Regions from separate parts of the Mus musculus genome. Here regions 2 and 3 are each linked to region 1. The links are chromatin contacts, called in public HiChIP or PLAC-seq and promoter capture Hi-C maps. All regions are on one chromosome and are shown on one strand. The core of a region is the stretch at or near the end of the contact, and the rest is flanking DNA. Distances in the headings are between cores, read along the strand shown. Region 1 holds the start of Megf11 (multiple EGF-like-domains 11). Region 2 overlaps Megf11 (multiple EGF-like-domains 11). Region 3 overlaps Megf11 (multiple EGF-like-domains 11).

The links. Promoter capture Hi-C pulls out the DNA fragments that hold promoters and counts their contacts. HiChIP or PLAC-seq counts read pairs in DNA pulled down with a chosen protein or histone mark.
Region 2: an H3K27ac HiChIP or PLAC-seq map of oligodendrocyte precursor cells shows a contact between it and region 1, with 8 times the contacts expected there. The contact joins the enhancer-like site here to the promoter of Megf11 in region 1. A contact is called at or near these places in 15 of 39 promoter capture datasets (the 3T3-L1 cell line, the C10 cell line, the HPC-7 cell line and 10 more), 4 of 15 datasets of contacts at CTCF or cohesin (the G1E-ER4 cell line, large pre-B cells, pro-B cells and 1 more), 14 of 484 Hi-C or Micro-C datasets (the Ba/F3 cell line, the G1E-ER4 cell line, the HPC-5 cell line and 7 more), 20 of 115 datasets of contacts at active chromatin or transcription factors (T-cell acute lymphoblastic leukemia, bone marrow-derived macrophages, craniofacial prominence and 13 more) and 2 of 9 other capture datasets (liver and pancreatic islet).
Region 3: a contact with region 1 is called in a promoter capture Hi-C map of liver, with 2.7 times the contacts expected there. The contact joins the enhancer-like site here to the promoter of Megf11 in region 1. A contact is called at or near these places in 10 of 39 promoter capture datasets (the 3T3-L1 cell line, the HPC-7 cell line, cranial neural crest and 5 more), 4 of 484 Hi-C or Micro-C datasets (CD8 T cells, the N1E-115 cell line, Th1 cells and 1 more), 10 of 115 datasets of contacts at active chromatin or transcription factors (craniofacial prominence, embryonic forebrain, embryonic hindbrain and 6 more) and 1 of 9 other capture datasets (adipose tissue).

Annotation. Positions count from the first base shown.
Region 1 is chr9:64,383,565-64,387,303 of GRCm38.p6, reverse strand. It overlaps Megf11 (multiple EGF-like-domains 11), which reads right to left and starts at 1,678. Exons shown (of 25, transcript NM_001134399.1): 1 at 1,476-1,678.
Region 2 is chr9:64,604,425-64,608,163 of GRCm38.p6, reverse strand. All of the region lies in intron 5 of Megf11 (multiple EGF-like-domains 11), which reads right to left. Among named protein-coding and RNA genes, the nearest start is that of Gm36311, 80 kb to the left of the region's middle. Within about 2 kb of position 2,168, at least 46 of the 459 cell types and tissues checked have an H3K27ac peak or open chromatin away from gene starts, as enhancers often do. A contact at or near this core is called in the N1E-115 cell line, forebrain, neural progenitor cells and 3 more, where this site is marked.
Region 3 is chr9:64,569,781-64,573,519 of GRCm38.p6, reverse strand. All of the region lies in intron 5 of Megf11 (multiple EGF-like-domains 11), which reads right to left. Among named protein-coding and RNA genes, the nearest start is that of Gm36311, 110 kb to the left of the region's middle. Within about 2 kb of position 1,964, at least 26 of the 459 cell types and tissues checked have an H3K27ac peak or open chromatin away from gene starts, as enhancers often do. A contact at or near this core is called in the N1E-115 cell line, bone marrow-derived macrophages and liver, where this site is marked.

The DNA.
Region 1 (3,739 bases), core at 429-2,928:
CTTTTTTGCTACTTCTAAACCTCCGCTAAGCCTCACAAAAGATCTTTTCGGCTTGCAGTCCAACAAAGACCGAACGCTGGAAAGAGATGAGGGTCGGCGAATCCAGCCACTGGACTCCCGGAGCCAAAACACTATCGGGGCAGGCTCGGGACGGTCCCGGCAGCCTGCCGCGCGCCACCACCTGGTCAGGACATTAACCCCAGTTTCCCCCAGGACAGTGATGGGCGCAGATGCGCTGGGCACAAGTATCCTTGCCACAGAGAGCTGGGAAGGCGGGGAGCCCTAACCTCCTGGTAAGCATCCTCCAACCTGCGGGAGGCCCTGCTGTATAGGCTCCCGGAGGGACCAGGCGTGGGAGAATCTGATCCCAGTCACTTGGACCGGTTTTTCTCGAGAGCATCACCAGCCCGGAAAGAGGCCGGCTGGCCTCGCAGCAGGCACTCACGGGGACGGATTCTGAGACGCGACGACAGTGGGATGGAGCGTGGGAGGCAGTTCCAGGAAAAAGCATCTGGGGTTCGAGGGCTCTGGGGCCCGCCAGGCGGAGACCCAGAGCTCCCAGACTACAGACCGATCGTGACTCCGTCCCACTCGCAACCTTGGTCCCGGGAAGGAACGGTTTTACCTATTTTTCAAGTCTTTTTTTTTTCCTCCTAAAAATTAAAAGACTAAATCAAGTCTTAGGGGAAGGTGCCTGCGCAGGGCTGCCACCAGGACCACTGTGTGCCCAGCTACAACACTACCGCCCGCGTTTGGGAGAGAAGTTAGGAAGTTCGGGACAGCCGCCCACGAGCGCAGGAAGAGGGACTCGCTTCTCTTTTAACTTTGGGTGTTGGGGTCTCCGCCGAGGGTCGGAGGTATGTAGCCAGGGGCGACCCGCAGGACTGCAGGGCGTCCGGGATTCCCTCAGTGAAAGTGGGTAGACAGGATCAGGAGGAAAAAAAGAGAGTGAGTCCACGTTGCGCGTGGCACCGGCTGGGCTTGGGCTCCGCGGGGACCTGCGCGCGGCCCCGCAGCTCTGCGTCGGGACCCGGGTCGGAAGGACGCGGTGCGGGGCGAAGGTCCCGCACATCTAGAATGGCTCTCGGCCGGGAGACCCCAGATTCGCGCAGAGCTGGCAGGTTCCTTCTTCCGGACACCCGCACCGCGACTCTCGGGTCTTCCCCCGCACGTGGAGACGCGGCGGCCGCTGCGTCCTGACTGCGGCCAGAGGACGCGCGCCTGGCCCAGCCGAGGCTCTCTACGTCTCGCATAGACCCCCGGGCGCTCCCGCAAGCCCAGCCATCCACCTTCTGCCCCTCGCCAAACTCGCCTTCTAGAGCCGGGACCTGGCCACGGAGGACCCACGGAGCTGGTGGAAAGTTAGTCGCGACGCTGCAAAGCCCCCTCCCCTGAACTGGAACCCACACCCCGACCCAATGCACCCACAGTGCTCCGAGGCTCCGGGTCCCCGCGGACCCCACCCAACCATCTACCTGCTTCCGTGGCGCGCCCCGGGCTTGGGCCAGCCAGTCGCGCGGTCCTATACCCCGGAGCCGGAGCGGCTTCAGGTCCCCAGGCAGGAGAGGGAGCTGCGAACCGCCCCGAGCCGGGCAGCCGGCTCCGGGCACTGAGAACGAGTGAGCAAGCAGGAGGCTGGAGCCGCTGCGACTGCTGCCACGGCAGCCCCCACCCCCCTGCGTCCCTCGGCCCCTCCCTCTTCCCTCCTCCCTCCGCTCTCCCTCTCCCTCCCACCTCTTTTCAGACCCTGCGATCGCGCGCATTCCCTCGCTCTTTTTCCTAGCTTTCTCTCTGCCGGTTGCCTTCTTTAATTCCCTCTGTTCTCTTCTCACTTCCCTACTCTGCATCCACCCGTTATCGTTCTTTTACCGTTTTTCCCCCGCTCTCTCTTTTCTGTATCTCTTCCTTTTAACCCCTCGCGACTCCCTTCTCCCTCCCCCCCCCCTTTTTTTTTTCCTTCTGACCGACCGATTAGCGTGGCCTCTGCACCTGTTCTTTGTAGAAGCTCTGGCTGGCGAAGCTAGCCCAGGATGGAAGGGGACCAGGAATATGCCCCAAACTGAGCTTTTAACAAGCTGAGTACAGATAGATACCCAGGGAAAGCTAGAAAAGCAAAGAACTCAGTGTGCAGAACAAGCTGAGCTGCACCAGGTAAAGTGCAGACAGCCAGGCCCCAGAGTAAGAACTTGCCATGCTGTGGTCAACTCCAAAGGCTGGACTGCTGTGGTCAACTCCAAAGGCTGGACTTAAACCAGCGGGGCTTCTTGTAGACTTCAAGGTCTTCGAACAGGGGATGAGATGGGGGGTGGGGGGGGGCAGAGGAGGGTGCATGTTAATGATAGGGTGTCAGAGGCCTGGCACTGCACCCAGAGCCACCTGGAAGTCTTCAGTCAGGTGACACTTTAGACTACACCTCGTGTGCTTGTAAGTGGGTCCTAGCCAGGTGGTGGGAACACCTGCTGGTCACCCCTACTCCTTTCCAAGATATGAGGGGCTCACTCCTGCTTCCCTGTTTGCCAGAGGTGGGGGTGGTGGGGTGTTTCCTTCCCTTGAAGTGAGGTGGGGTCCCACACTTGGGAAAGGTGTCCTGCACCCGGAGGGAGAATTTTGCCACTAGAACAGGCAGATTGTCTGTGGCTTTGGGACAAGCCACTCGACCCAGGCTCCCGTGCAGCCTGAGGATCCAGCTCTTTCCCCAGGAGTGTACTCCCTGTCATCTGTCCATTTCAGCCCAGTGGGGTTTGGAGAAATAAGAAGAAGCCCTCTTCCCATTGGCCCACAACAGGCAGCCCTGCTCTGCAAGCACCAGACCAGGTTCATCCAGTAAGTGCTAGGCTTCTGCAGGAATGGTGTGAGCAGATGAGATCTTTCTGCATTGGGGTTTCAGGTCCCAAAACTCCAAACCAACCTCCCCAGCAGTTCCTTACCTTGGAATGTCAAACTAAACGGACAACAGATGGCAGAGCCTCTTGTTCACAACATAAAAGTAGAGCTTGAAACCGGGTGAAGCACTTAGCAAACACCCGGGTCACTCACCCGCCAGAGTGAGTCCCTCCTTAAATTCTGCACCCCAGGAGCTTCCTGCCTTCTCTAGTGCTCTAGCCCCTCCTTTGCAGGACCAACCATCTAGTGATATATGAAGTTCCCCATCTGGCAGTGAGGAGACCAAATCTGACATTGGAAAAAGTTCCCAACTTCATAGCCCTAGGGGGTGTGAGTCTCACACTGGGAAGCCAGCTCCACTCACTGTGACATTAGAAAGATCACTGAGTCCCTCTAGCTTCAGTTTCCCTGTTTGTAAAATGGGAATGCTAACATTACCACAAGCCTTCTGAGGATTAAACCAAAGCCCATTTCCTGGAACAGTGACTGGTGGCACTTGGCCACTGTCTGCGGTTAATATTAGCTTAATTAAAATTAGTCTAGGCTTACACAGCTTCCTCTGCACAGTGGCTCTTGGATTCTGAGCTCCACCTTTATTTACCGTGCCTCTCACTCTGACTTTCTGTGTGGTAGAAATGTCTAAGTGGGCTGGTGGATTCGTGGAGCTGGGTGGGTCTTTCTGGATACCCATTGTGCTCTAGAGCAGCACAAAGCAGGCTGTCCTGCCCGGCTCGTTCCTTGGCTGCACTCACATACTGCCAGGCAGGGATCATGTGTCTAAGGACTGCTGAGGGACAGGGGGGTGGGTGCCTGGTTTTCTGCCATACTCTAAAAAGCTGCACGGATCTATAAAGCT
Region 2 (3,739 bases), core at 919-3,418, 220 kb before region 1:
AACACTGTGGTCTCCCATGTCTACTTCAGCAGCTGCTCTGCACCCCATCAACCAGCCACAGAAGTACTGAGAGGGTATGCTTAGGTGCAGAAGGCCTTGGGCAGGTCACATGCTTCTCTGAGACTCACTTTCCCTGCCTATGAGGTGAAGGTGTATTGGAAAGAGAGTCTCAGACCCAAATCTACCATCTTTTATATGAGTCTCCATTCTGCTTCAGACATTTAGACATCTAGTCCTGAATCTACAAGATTCTGGGGAATAGGAACCATTCATACATAAACAAGTATAATAGCAATAGTTCTGCCTTCAAGACCAAGTCTAAAGTAAAAGAGTACTGTCAGGATGGTCCACAAGTGCCCTTCCATCCCCAGAGTCTGTGGGAAGCCCAGAGCCTGCATCTCTAGAAGAGAAAGAAGTCAGGCAGCCATTCATCCAGGAGCTCCAGCCTAGATGGCTTCTACAGGAGATTCTGAGGGTGCTGGTGCCTTCTATTCATCCCAATACCTCTGGCCTTCTATGCTCCCTGGCAAGGTATGGAGAAGACCCAGGTGAGTGAGCACAGGTTAGACAGCTGGGGGAAGAAGCAGAGAGATGACTGCTTTCTGCTCCCTCTTAGCTGTTTCTGGTGTTTTGCAAGAGTCTGCACATTTTAAAGTAGCTTCTGGCAAGAGAGAAAAATGTCTCTCTGGGGCTAGAAGATGCCTTGCAGTGTTGGTGAGTGAGGGGCCCTATGGGGGAATGGCTGGCCCAGGGAGGGACAGACTGAGTGAGAGAGCTTCAGCCCTCAAGGGATTAAGGTGTGAGGCAAAGAAGGAAGCTAAGTCTGGCCTGGCAAGGTGGATGGGGGCTCTGATAAGGTCTGGGATCAGGGACAAGTCAGAGTTGGATATGACAATGAGCCCAGCAATGGAAGAGCTGGCTCTGGGCCACAGTTGGCTGGGCTGCATGGGGCCAGCAGCCAGAGCTGGCCTGGGCTCTGATGGCTGTTCTATGAGGTACAGGTAAGCTAAGTATATTAGTTACTTTTGTGTTGCTGTGACAAAACACTGTGACCATGACAACTTATAAAGGAAAGACGTGGGCTGTGTATGGTTAGAGTCCATAAAGGTGGAGTAAAGGCATGGCGGCAGGAAGAGTGGAGAGCTCACATCTCGATCCAGGAGCAGGAGGTAGAGAGAACACACTGGGAATGGCAAGAACAGCTCAAGCCCTTGAAACCTCAAAGCCAGTTCCCAATGACATCTCTCCTCCAACAAGGCCATACCAACTGCGGGCCAAACACTTAAATCTATGAGCCATGAGCCATGGGGGCCATTTTCATTCAAACCACCACACTAAGGCAAGCTGTTACTCTAAGGCCTGGTCTTACCAAGTAAGTGGCTTGGCCTGGATGACCCCAGAATTCCTGACTGAAGTTCTAGCAGGCTTGTCTAACCTGATGCTCACGGGCCCTGTGTGTCCTAGGATGGCTATAAACATGGCTGAAAACATTTGTAGAAAATATCATATTGCAATAGCAAAAGTATAAACACTCTCTGCTCTGCTGTGACCACATAGTAAGTCCCAGACATGTTTAGGACACTCACAAAAGCTACGGACTATCCTCACCAAAATGCTCATGAACACATATATAACTCATGCACATATGCATACACAGAACCGCCCAGGAATTCAAGGTATTTATGTCCTACTATGCACAGACTCCAGGCTAAAAATCCTACATTGAAGCCCTGTCCTTTGGTTATCCTCTGGATATCCAGCAGCAGCTATTTTCTCAGAATCCCTGGCTTTTGTAGACTGCCTGTCAACTCAGGGCCTGCGGCTGGATCCTCTCTGAAAGAAGCAGGGCTGTATCTCTGAACCATTAAACACGGCCCTGCAGGGTGACCCGGTTTGGAGGTGGCCCAGCTGGGGCTAGAGACAGTAACCATGTGCCCGGGACACATGCAGATCCAGTTAAAAGGCAGATTAATGGGTGGTCAGGTGCAAGGAAGTCGGCCAAGAAGCCATGCTGGGGGAACACAAGGCGTTTGTTTGGGTTCATGAAGCAGTTTCTGCATCCTTCCGAGCTGGCCTTTCTGAACGGATAAGCTTCTCAAAGACCCCGCAGCCCAGCTGTGAAAAGGCTCTTCTGTCTTTGCTGGCTGCACAGTTCACACAAATCCAAGTGGGGTCCGACTGCCCAGGAGTGTATGCAGAGGAAGAAAAGATGAATGGGCTGGATTACAGACCCTGTTGCCATGGGCAGATAATAGCGGCAAAGTGCCAGTTGCAGAGACCAAATGTCCTTACCCCGAGTGGCGAGAGAGTGCCAATCACAAGGGATTAAAAACAGCTTGGGGCATGGCCTATGGAGAAAGGCCTGAGGCTGGGCACACAGCCAAGAAGAGGCTGGCCTGTTGGGGGTGGTCTGCAGACTTGGAAAGGGGTGAGGATTGTCATCGCTGAGACGCCGGGGTGGGAACGTAGGGTTTGGGGGGCTAGAGGGGAAAACCTTTGGGCTTAGGGTGAAGCTGTTATGGTTCTAAAAGAGCTCTGAGCAGTTAGGGACCAGCTAACTAACGGTCTCTTGGGAAATCTTGCCACCCCAGAGCTGTGTAAAGTTCTGGTGCACAAGCTAACCTATGTCAACCAGCACAGTGGCTCCAGGCAAGTCTCTGCTCACCGCCCTGCTGCTTGGAGGAGCAAGGCAGCCCGAAGCATTTCCTGGCTATCTCCATAATTATGAGCCTGTAGTCAGCCCTGCGGTCCTGAACCTGCCAGACATGAGCCTACCGTAGGATGCTGTAGAAGGCTTAAGGGTGGTGGGAGCTCTCTGCAGAGAAGACCCAGTCTTGGAAGGAAATGATTCTCTCAAAGTCACTGACCAAAGCACCTCCATGGGTCTCAGCGCCCCTGTTTATAACTGCCGGTGCTTGTCTGGAGAAAGGACTCCTGGTGTTTGGCATGGACTGCAGCGGCCTCTGTGTTAGGCCTTTGATGTATATATTATATACTGAGTCATTTCCAAGAGTGGTGTTATCATTCCGTTTCGTAGACATAGAAACCAAGTTTGTCGTGTAAGCATGTTGAGCCAGGATCTTGGTGAGTCTGGATTCTGAGAGTTCTTTTTAAAAACAGGGTCTCATGCAGCCCAGGCTCAAAGTTGCTATGTAGCTGCGGATGACCTTGAACTTCTGGTCTTGCTGCGTCCACCTCCCAAGTTCTGGGAATATAGTCGTGCAGCACCATGCCCAGCTGATGTGGGGCTGGGGCTGGACCCCATGGTTTTATGCAAGCTAAGCAGATAGTCTTTCAACTGAGCTACATCCCGGCCGTGGCTTTGGAGTTTGTAAAGTTAAAATGTGGAAGGACTTTGTAAACTGTTTTAAGAGTACTAGTTATTGAGGGCTGTGTGGCCAGGGGAAAAAGATGTTAGGATTTCAGCCCTGTCTAGCTTAGCTAAAGGCAAGAGGTAAGTGGGGGCTGGAGAGAGGCAGCTTGGGCACTGGTAAGGATGGAGAGGGGGCCTGTGTTGGTAGTGGACTGTCCGTAGCTCCTCCCTGGCACTCAGCCTCCTACCAGCCCTGCTAATGGTCTTCAGGGGAAATCATCTGCAAGAGGCAATTTTCTGCTGCTCTGAGATCAAAGCCCGGCCTGGAGTGAGCCCCTCACTGGATAATGAAGATGAATCCCAGCCAGGTCTGCCCAGAAAGAGCGTTAACTAAATGAAGATGGCAGTTTAGTGACTGGGGAGTTT
Region 3 (3,739 bases), core at 715-3,214, 190 kb before region 1:
GATTAGGCTATTGAGGTAGAAAGACCCATTAAATGCGGGAGGCACCATTCTAAGTTCCTGGCCTGCATAAAAAGGAGAGGAGAGCACCCCCCTACTCCCTCCCACTTCCTGATCATGGCTACAAAGGTAACCAGCTGGTTTGTACCCCATCACTGCTGTGTGAGAGCATCACCCCCATCCTGCTTCCTGATCATGGCTACAAAGCTGCTTTACACTCCTGCCTCCATCACTGCCCTGACAGAGGGCAGTCTCCTCAAAATTCCAGCCAGAGTCAACCCTTCCCCCCCCCCCCAAGCTGTTTCTTCACAAGAATCGTATCACAGCAACAAGAAAAGCACTAATACATTAGCTTTTTCTGATGATGCAAACAAGTATTTTCAGATACGAATTTATAAGAACAGCGAGGCTGGATGAATAAATTCCAAGCAATGCAGCTGTGTCCTGAACCCTGGCTGAAACGGGAAAGGGGCGAATGTCCACTGCCCCAGCATCCCACTTTTATACAAACACTTGCAGGTTGCATAATCTCAAGCCATTGCTTTGTTCCCAAACAAATTGATATTTTTATTTGGAAGCGCTCCAAGACCTGCTTGAGGCTCTAAATGTCATTTTTAAGTGGCCTCTGGAGGCTTGAAGCAGAAGGGAGACCTGCTCTGACTCACATGTCAGAGTCCCCGCTGCTGGGTGGAAGGAACTATGAGGGGACAAGAGTGGCTGGCAGGGAACAGCTGAGAGCCAGCTTGTGACTCTTGGTGGGTCATGTGACACCTTGTTAGCTGCCCAACAGCCAGCCCTACATCACAGCCCGGTCCTCAAGCATAAGTGGCAGAGATGCCAGGCCACAGATTCTGCCCTTAAACCAGTTTGTGAGCCCTCAGCATCACTTAGGTGCCTACTAACTACGTGCTCGGTCCAGGCCAGGCTGCCTCTTTCAGCCATTTCTGCCTGGATGAGGCTTGGTGGAGACACATAGGTTTTTAGGGTGTTTTTCTTGATGAGCCCTCTAGTTAGGAGTCTTTCTCAACCTGTAAACATAGGGGTACCCCCTTTAAATCTTCAACAGTCAGGACCAAATGCAGGAAGGAAATGGATACAGGGAGATAGAAACCATGGGAATGAATCATGGGACCTGACTGGCCTCATTCTTTTCTAATGAGGAAACAGGCCCAGAAAAGCTAAATAGCTAAGAGGCTCAAGGCTGTACTGAAACTGCCTGTTCTGTAGCTGGGATTTGAACCAGTCTGACTCCAAAGCCTGTGTTTAGAACCTACTCTTCCTGCCTGGAATGTACTCTGATGGGAAATGGTTAGAGAACAGAAAAACCAGAACAAATAAACTTAGAACTTCATCACGTAACTTGCCCCCAGAAATGCTTGGTATAACAGCATTTTGGGAGAGTGGGAGTTTGTGAAGCTGTGTGTGTGTGTGTGTGTGTGTGTGTGTAATGCATGTACATATCTGTGCACATTTATGTAGCTGAAAGACAGAGGTTAACCTCAGGCTTCTTCATAAGCTACCGACCCTTTTATATGAAACAGGGTCTCTGCCTAGCCTGGCCTTTGATGACTAAGCTAGGCTGGGTGGCCAGTGAGCATATCCTCTGCCTCCAAAGCTCTGAAATAAAAGCGCATGCCACCGCATCTGGCGTTTTATGTGGATTCTGGTGCTGGGATGCAGGTTGTCACGCTTATAGAGTAAACACTTCACCAAGTTAGCCATCTCCCCAGCCTCTGTCTGTCACTCAGCCTGGGGCTCCAGAGACAACTTGGGGGCTTCTGCAGGGACTGGGTTTTCTAATGAAGTCCGACCTCATCCTGTACCAGTCTTACCCCCAGGCCCTGCCTGCATGCCACTGCCCACTGGGCCCCAGTGTCTATAGAGACCGCCAGGTTTTAAGGACTGAACCACAGTTAACAGAGGTGAGAGCAGACATGAGCATTGCTATGGTAAGGGAGTCGAGAACCCCATTACCCATCATAATGTGCCTTTCCATCCATCTTACCACCTAGTGTGACAGGTTTTGGCAACAGTCAGGAGTAGAGTCGCAAACAAAACTTCACAGTGTACAAAATAAGCAATGAAATTATAGAACATAAACCACGAGTCTATTTATTCCATGATGTGCCGGGCGCGGGGTGGGAAGGCAGAGTCATGTTTGCCTCTGGAACAGAACGGGGGAATGCCAGATGAGCCAGCCAATGCTTGCTCTTGGGGATATCTGCACGGGCAGAGTCCACCTAGCTCCCTGTCCTGATTTCAGCTGTCATCATCCTGTGACTCCCAGAGCACAGTCCTGGGGACAATATTGTGGCTGGGAATGAGTTAACTCACTTCCTAGGACAGGTTTCACCAAGGAGAGTCAGACTGGCTCTCTTAGGAGGTACAGTCCCCACGGGGGTCCTTAGTCTGGTGGGATGGGTGCTAAGGCCCCTCTGCAAACCCTTGTGCGTGTGGCTTAGGGCCCTCCAATGCTCTTTGCATTATTGATTGCAGAACCTGCTTAGAAGCTTGGAAATGAGATTCCACCTCCCACTTCCTATTGACTTTCGTCTCTTACACTAGACAAACACCAAAATCTCCCCTGACTTTTCACTGCAGATGACGGTACCCAGGAGACCACAGCGAGTTGCAGGAGCTGGTGGGCTCTTCTTATCTGCCGAAGTATCCTGCTCAGAGGGGTCAGTCCTGTGCCCTAGAGAAGGGATGAACAGGGCATCTTTGCATCCTGCAGAGACACCCCATGTTGACAGGCTTTGAGTACTGAAAGGGACATCCCACCCGGCTTCCTTTCTAGTTCTGTTCTGAACAGGGATCTAAGCAGAGATGGAAGGCACTGGGCGGCTCTTCAGTGGCTGCCCTTGACCTTGAACTTGTCAAATGCTAAAAAAGGATGCCTGTGGGAGGCCTCTGATACTCAGGACCAAAACCGAGAGAAGGATTCTGAGTACAGATCCCTCGGGGCAGAAGCAAGGGAGGGAAGAAGAGACACTGAGCTACAGGCCTTGGACTGGGACATGAATCTTAGGGCCCCAGCAATGACATCATGGTCACTGTAGTTAAGTACTACCTGGCCTCTCCCTCAGGATGCATCACACACATGCTGAGTGAGGTTCATCTGAGACACCCATAGAGAATCTAAAATACAAGGGTTTACATTGCTGTGTGTTTATCTCAATGATACGTCTTTTTTTTTTTTTTTAAACATAGGTTTTTTTTTTTTTTTTTTTTTTATTGTAAGGCTAGCCTTGAATCCCATTTCAGCAATGATCTTTCCTCAGTTCATCTCATCAAGAGGGAAAAGCATGAATCCCCAAATCTTCCCCTCCCCTTCCTGAGTGCTGGGGATACAGACCAAGACTCTGTGATAATTTTGTTTTTGTTTTACATGTTTATGTTTCGAGACAGGATCACACTATATAGCCCTGGCCGGTATGGAAATGCTATGCAGATCAAGATAACCTCTGCCTCTCCGAGTGCTGAGATTCAAGGTGTTGGGTCACCACTAACACCATGGCCTCCCCAGTGAAAATTTCAAAACGCAAAGATTAGGGCTGGGGAGATGGCTCAGAGGTTAAGAACACAGCCTGTTCTTCTTCTAGAGGACCCAGATTCTATTCCCAGCACCCACATGGCAGCTCACAACCTCTGTAACTGCAGTTCCAGGGGATATGAAACTCTCTTCTAGCCTCTCCCTGCACCAGGCATGCATGTGGTAAGCAGACATAGATGCCTACAAAAT